Linked DNA regions of Mus musculus: region 2 is linked to region 1. A link is a contact called in public HiChIP or PLAC-seq data. All regions are on one chromosome and are shown on one strand. Each heading gives the region's core, a stretch centred on a gene start, on an enhancer-like site or on the middle of the called end of the contact. The rest is flanking DNA. Distances are from core to core; before and after follow the strand shown.

Evidence for each region. HiChIP or PLAC-seq counts read pairs in DNA pulled down with a chosen protein or histone mark.
Region 2: a contact with region 1 is called in an H3K27ac HiChIP or PLAC-seq map of microglia, with 7 times the contacts expected there. The contact joins two enhancer-like sites. A contact is called at or near these places in 1 of 39 promoter capture datasets (cranial neural crest) and 2 of 115 datasets of contacts at active chromatin or transcription factors (microglia and regulatory T cell precursor).

The regions. Positions count from the first base shown.
Region 1 is chr12:102,644,744-102,647,973 of GRCm38.p6, forward strand. All of the region lies in intron 2 of Itpk1 (inositol 1,3,4-triphosphate 5/6 kinase), which reads right to left. Among named protein-coding and RNA genes, the nearest start is that of Mir1936, 39 kb to the right of the region's middle. Within about 2 kb of position 1,693, at least 124 of the 459 cell types and tissues checked have an H3K27ac peak or open chromatin away from gene starts, as enhancers often do. A contact at or near this core is called in microglia, where this site is marked.
Region 2 is chr12:103,325,326-103,328,555 of GRCm38.p6, forward strand. It overlaps Asb2 (ankyrin repeat and SOCS box-containing 2), which reads right to left. Exons shown (of 10, transcript NM_023049.1): 8 at 1-289. Among named protein-coding and RNA genes, the nearest start is that of Gm15523, 9.9 kb to the right of the region's middle. Within about 2 kb of position 1,501, at least 58 of the 459 cell types and tissues checked have an H3K27ac peak or open chromatin away from gene starts, as enhancers often do. A contact at or near this core is called in microglia, where this site is marked.

The DNA of each region.
Region 1 (3,230 bases), core at 443-2,942:
AACAACGATGTCACCCACCCCACACAGTCCTGAAGTACTTCGCTGAACCCTCATGGAGCTAATATCTGTCTCTCTCATGCGCTGGGCATGGTAGCACACACCTCTAATCCCAGCATTTGGGAGGTAGAGGCAGGCAAATCTCTGAGTTTGAGGCCAGCCTGGTCTACAGAGTCAGTTCTAGGACAGCCAGGGCCTCACAGAAAAACCCTGTCTCAAAAAAATTAGAATAAAATAAAAAAAAAATTTCTCTCTCTTTATAACACCCAATACAATAGTAGGGCTAGTTAGTCATTTCCCCAGTTAAGGATTTAACCTTCTAAGAATGCAAATACTTGTCCTGGATCTCACAGTAACAACCCAAGCTTCAAACACAGGCAACAAAAAACAGACACCCTTTTCTACTCTGCTACTCCCAGTCACTTTCTGTTCATCTGTGGCTAGTAACAAACACAGGCCCTCTTCCTCCCAGCCAAGCAATTCCAACCTAGATGCCCGGGTGACCTGATACTACAGGGACGCTCATTTTCAGGTCCCCTGTGTGCAGTCGTGCAGTCTCACCATTTTGTAAGAAGTTAATATAAAACACACACACACACACACACACACACACACACACACACACACACACACACTGGACAGGACAAGAGAGAGACAAGGCTAGGAACAGAAACAAGACGAGCTGGGCCCTGACAGCATGGAGGCAAAAATCCAAACTCAGACCGGTGCCTTCTCCATCTCCCACTGGGGCTCAGGAACAGAGGCAGGAGCTGGTGGTCACAGCAGGGTCTCCTTTCCCCTGGGAGGAACAGAACTTCAGTGCTCTCTCAGATTTGACTTCAAGTGCAAACTCTCATGCATTCCATGGCTAGCTTCCCACCGAAGCCTACATTTTGAGGGAAACCTTTCTGAAGCGTCTTGGCATCAGCTTAAATATTGACCTAGGATGACCGAGTGGGCCACAGGTGAATTAAGAACACAAAGGCGTGCGTGAAACAGGGGCTCAGTAGATCATACAATTGGGGTGCAAGGTTGCAAATCTACCCCAGTATGCACAAAAAGGGTCTGTGCTTACTCTTCTGACTACTCTAAAACTCCCAACACCCACACAGTCATTCCACTGACCACTTTCTCATTTAGGGGCAACTTTCAATAGGAAATCCATGTACATCTGGCACACAGGGAATGATATCTGGGTGCAAAATGCCCCCTCCCAGATGAACAAAGGGCACCAGAAGGATGTGCCCACACATGGACTGTGTGTGTGCCCACACCTGGGCAGCCTCAACTAAGCAGTAGGCGGTAAGTCCCATCTGGGGCTCAATGGAAATCTGCCATCTGTGACCAACGAACCACAGGGCTGAAGGGCTGATGAAGCGGGGTCCAAGCCACAGAAGTGTGCAGAAGAAGTTCCAGGGGGCACCCTAAGCCACAGCCTCTCTTGACCCCACAGCAGAGAGCTGGTGTCATGACTGAGCCCTGCAGGGAACTTGATCAAAGTTCTTGTTGCATTGCTTGCTAGTTCTTCTTCCTCTCTCAGTGGCCCCAACATGCACCTTGCTACTACCATCCTGGTTGCAGCTCTGCTCCTTAGGTATTTCTAGCCGCCAAGTCTGCTAACCCATACTCATGCCCACACCCAAGTATCCGTCAAATGAAAAGCCGCCTCTGTCAATCCCAGATCCTCAGCTACAGGCACTGTGGGGAGTAATCAGCCCCCACTTCCCTCTTCTGCTGCCTCTCTGGAAGTCAGAGCCAGAGGCTCCAGGGGAGCCTCAAAAGACCCAGAGAACACCAACTTGAAATGGCCACAGCAGACATGGCCAGGAAGTTGGCAAGGGCAAGAACAGAGCAACTTGTTCACCTGCTGGCAATGAATTTAAAGAAAAATGTAAAAAACGTTTGGTAGGACTCCATCTGAGTTTCCAGTCTGTCATAGTCCAACCCCTTCTGCACAGAAAGGGGAAGCTGAGGCCCAGCCAAAAGGAAGGGGGCAGTGACTAAGTAAGGTTGGTAATTACTGAGAAAGCCAGCATAAAAACTCAAAACCCTGGCCATCAAAGCTGAGTGCCTGCAGAAGGACTGACATCGGACAGACTCTGGGGCTGGAGTCATAGGGCCCTGCAAACACTGGACCCAGAGCCACCTGGGGTCATTCACAGTATTAAGTGACTGAGCCACCATCTGGGGGCTGTAGATCCTGGAGGAAAAGGGAAGGAGGAAGAGGAGGGGAGGAGCTGCCTAAGGCACGCCAGCTCTGCAGAGTGTGAAGAGGGGTGCGGCCTCTGTCCTCAGTCCAGCCAGGAGAGAGCCCCGCTAAGCATGAAGCCTCAGCAGTTGACTCTTGACACTGGCACCCAGAGTCCAACCCCAGATCCACCCACATTAGGCCAGGGCAGGAGCATTTAAAGACCCACCCTGGTGAGATCTACCTAACTTCAGAGCCCTAAATTCACAGCCCACACCTAGAACCTTTGCCTAAGCTGACCGTCCAGAGGCTCACAGTCCAAGTCCAACGGAAGCCCGCCAGGCATCATGGCCTCGCTAGTCATGCACAGACAGCATAGCATCTCTACCCAAAGGTAAACAGGGAGGGACCAGGTTCCTCTCTGGTCAAACCTCAAGGCTTTGCCAGTTAGTTTTTAATGCTCAGCCTCCATAGTCCCACTGAGTGCTGGACCAGGTGGCCAGCCAGGAAGCCACAGGGCCAAGTCAGTGAGGCCTTTTAATTCAGCTCCCTTGAGGCCCCCAGGGGACTCTGCTGAGGACAAGAGGGCCTGAGTTCCCCATGACTGTCCCACAAGGCTCTGCAACCAAAGGCTAGAACACAGGACACAGAAAAGCAGAGTAGACACCGTAACGCTCAAACCACGAAAGCACCAGGGTCTCTGCCTACATGTGGTCAGCGAACTGGGTCAGAGGACCAAAACTAAAGGTAGGACTTAGACCCTCTAGTTCAGATGTTTTTTGCTGTTTCAGAACTAACTTCAGAATCTAGTCTCCATCTTGGGCAAAAAAAAAAAAAAAAAAAAAAAGCCCACCTTGGGTAAGACCTGACAAAATACCCTTCCTCCTAAAAATGTTCTCACCCACTCAAAAACCTTCCGAGGCTCCCAGTGCCCTAAAATAGGACACGGTGCTCCTCCCAGCTCCCTGCCCTTACTCTCGCCTCACCACTTCCTAAAGCAGCTCACTCCTCTGGTCAGACCAGCCCACAGCCTGGGCACCTGGCC
Region 2 (3,230 bases), core at 251-2,750, 680 kb after region 1:
CACGAGCAGAGGGCTGATGACATCGCGGTTGGGGTCCGCGCCCGCCAGCAGCAACAGCTCGGTGGCGTACACATTGTTGTTGACCACAGCGAAGTAGAGCGCAGAACTGCGGCGGTCCTCGTAGAGGCGGGCGCGCTCGGGAGCCAGAGGTGCGTTCACGTCGAAGCGCGCGGCCAGCAGCGCCTCCAGCACCGCGTCGTGGTTGCGCTCGGCCGCTAGGTGCAGCGGGCTGATGCCGCTACGGCGCACGCGCGTGCGGCTGGTCACAGGCAGCAGCATCTGCACTATTCTGTAAGAGGACGAGCAGGAGCAGGTCAGTACAGGATACGGGGCGCATGGGCACGACACGGCCAGCAGAGGGCGCCCAGGGGCCTGTCATGCTTAGCAGGAACCGGTTGGAACTGGCTGGTGAGTTCTGAAAAACCTCAGCCAGGTGGATTGTGGTTTCAAGCATCTCGCATGGACTCACCCCAGCGTAAATAAAGGATGCTTGGAGAGAGAGAGAGAGATGGCTCGGAGGTCAAGAGCTCTGGATGATCTTCCAGAGGACCCAGTTTGATTCCCAGCACCTACAGGGAGGCTCACAACAGCCAGAATTTGTAACTCGGGTTCCAGAGGATCTGAAGTCCTCTTCTGGCAACCACCCGCACCAAGCATACCCGTGGTGCACGGACATACACGCAGACAAAATACTGATCCACTAATCATAAAGATTTCTGCTCTCAGTAATCGGAGAACGTGGCAGGAAGCCCCTCACACTCAGTGAAGGGCCACTCCGCTCTCTGCAGGAGGTAGCAGACAGAGCAGGGAACTGAAATCTGGTACCAAACCTTGCCCGGTTAGGGAAGAAAACACTGGGGGGTTGGATTTGTTGCTATGAGAGCCCATAAAGGAAGTCTGGCTACCCCTACTCTGCAGATGAGAACAACTGAGGCTTGGAAAGGTTAGGGGCTCGCTGGGAGGGGTACTCTGGCCTGAATTGTTTTTTCTCCCTATCTTGTTGCTCTGGCATCTGGTGGGACATCTAGGCATGGTGAGGGGAGGGAAGAGGAAACGTCTCAACCACTCTTGCCCCAGACCCATTCTTCTACTGTGCCTTCTTCTCTCCTCTCCTACAAGATGCAGGGTTTTGTTTTGTTTTGTTTTGTTTTGTTTTGTTTTCCTGAGTGTGTAAAGCCAGATTCTCCAGCCCCTCTGCCCAGTTTTGACACGGAGGGCCCAGCCAACCACCACCGGCCTGACTGTGGGACTGGGCCCTGCTCTCAGCACTTCGCCTATCAACCTTCCTAGTTCTCCAAGTGACTCTTTGAGATTGCATTTGCATGACAGATGAGGAAACCCACTCAGGAAAGGTGCAGGACTCCCCAAGGACACACAGCCAGGAAGTGGGAACACCCAGATTTGAGTCCAGATTGCCAGATTCCTCTGGGCACACTCTTAACTACTCTCCTACTTCTGCTGTGGCAATCAGGGTGACAGCTGATGGGTCATGGGGTTTTGCAATTTTCACAGTGTGTCAACTTGCCTGGCCCATTTTGCCCTCGATGTATCCCCATGGCCTACCCAGAGCACGCTCTGTCTATCTTTTTAACAGACATGGCTCAAAAAAAAAAAAAAAAACCAGTGACAAATCAGAGGTCGTAGAATAGCTCCAGGGGTTTGACCCCAGGACCCCTCATCTCAGCTCTTGACCCCAGGACTCCTCATCTTGGCTCTCGTTCCCTGGATCCCTGCTGCCTTCCAGAACAAGCGCTCAGCTCACTCTGTTGACTTCAGGCCCTAATCCATCTAAGCCCTGCTGACAGGTGACCTCACAGGCTCCTATGGAGCTCTCAGGAGGAGGAGGCCATGTCGAGGAAGGAGGAGGGGGAAGCAGGTGCTACCACCAGCCCGGTTCCCTTCTCTCTTGATTCCTGGCACTCTTCTTGCCTCTGACTTCCTGGAACCAGGAGGCCATCGACCTCCTGCTGGAATCTCTCCGGGGACAACATTATTGCATTCAGCGATGCTGAGCTTGGCTAAGATCTGCCTCTGAAACCTCCAAAGGAAATTCACACACCCAGGGGAGCTAATTGCCTCCTAATTTCTATTTGTGCAGGCTCGAGGGGCTTGACCTCCTCTTCAGAGGTGCTGGTCAAAGGCAGGGCTGGGGCCCCTGGACCACCGCCATGACCAACAAATGCAGGGTAACATCCGTGACACGCTTGAGCACAAGAAAGAACAGGGACATGGGGTGGGCTGGGCTGGGCCGCTGCCCATGGGCTGGGATCTCTGCAGGCCCCAGCTGGTCTCCAGTGATTCCTTGGCCAGGCCATAGAAAGGGGCAGAAATGTGGGAATCTGACATCTCTGCCCCCAAGTCCCAGAAGCATAAAGTCAGCGACTTAGTGAGTCATTGGGCCGTTGCATACTACTTCTCTAGGATTTAGTCATCAAGGGTCAGTGTGCCCGTGATGCCCATCTCTGACAGACATAGGGACAGTGCTGCCATTTTATAGAGGGTGAAACAGAGACCCAGGGGTGGAGCAGAGAAGCAACTGGCTCTGAAGAAAGACAGGAGACAAGCCAGGGCAGAGTGGAGACACTGGGTACCCAGGGCCAGGCCTTTTCAAGGTGTCACATCTCTTTCTCATTACTTCTTTTTCCTTTTATCTGTTTTTGAGACATGACCTCTTATGGCCCTGCCTGGCTTGGGTGTTGCTGCCTTGACTTAACTGAGCCTGGCAACAGTGAGTAGACAGGCATTCAAGCTAGCTGTCCTTAGTATGGGGACACGGGGGATCCTGAGGGATAGCACAAGCAATGAGGAAGCATCAGACCTCAGCATCACCTGGACCTGATGACAGCAGCTGAACGCTGGGCCGTCTCGAGTATGCCACTAACCACTCTGAAACACACGCACCAGAGGTTACACTGAGGCATACTAGTGACAGTGACAATGACATATCACCAAGCACTGTCTGTATGCCAGGCGTCCTTTAAAGTGCTCTTCACAGTCACCCTTTAATTCAAAAGTGACCCCACAATCTGAGCCTCTTGCTTCATGTATTCTTCATACATCCCAGCGAGGGGGAACTTGCACCACGTGGCAAAACAGAACCCTGCCGTCTCTTTTGCCAAGCCTGGTTTTGAGGCTAACACCTCCCACTTTTGTTGGATCGGCACACAGTAGGCTGTTAGAAGGCAGTTAGAAGTCTGCGTCCTAAGCATTGACAGCAGGCCCTGTCCTGC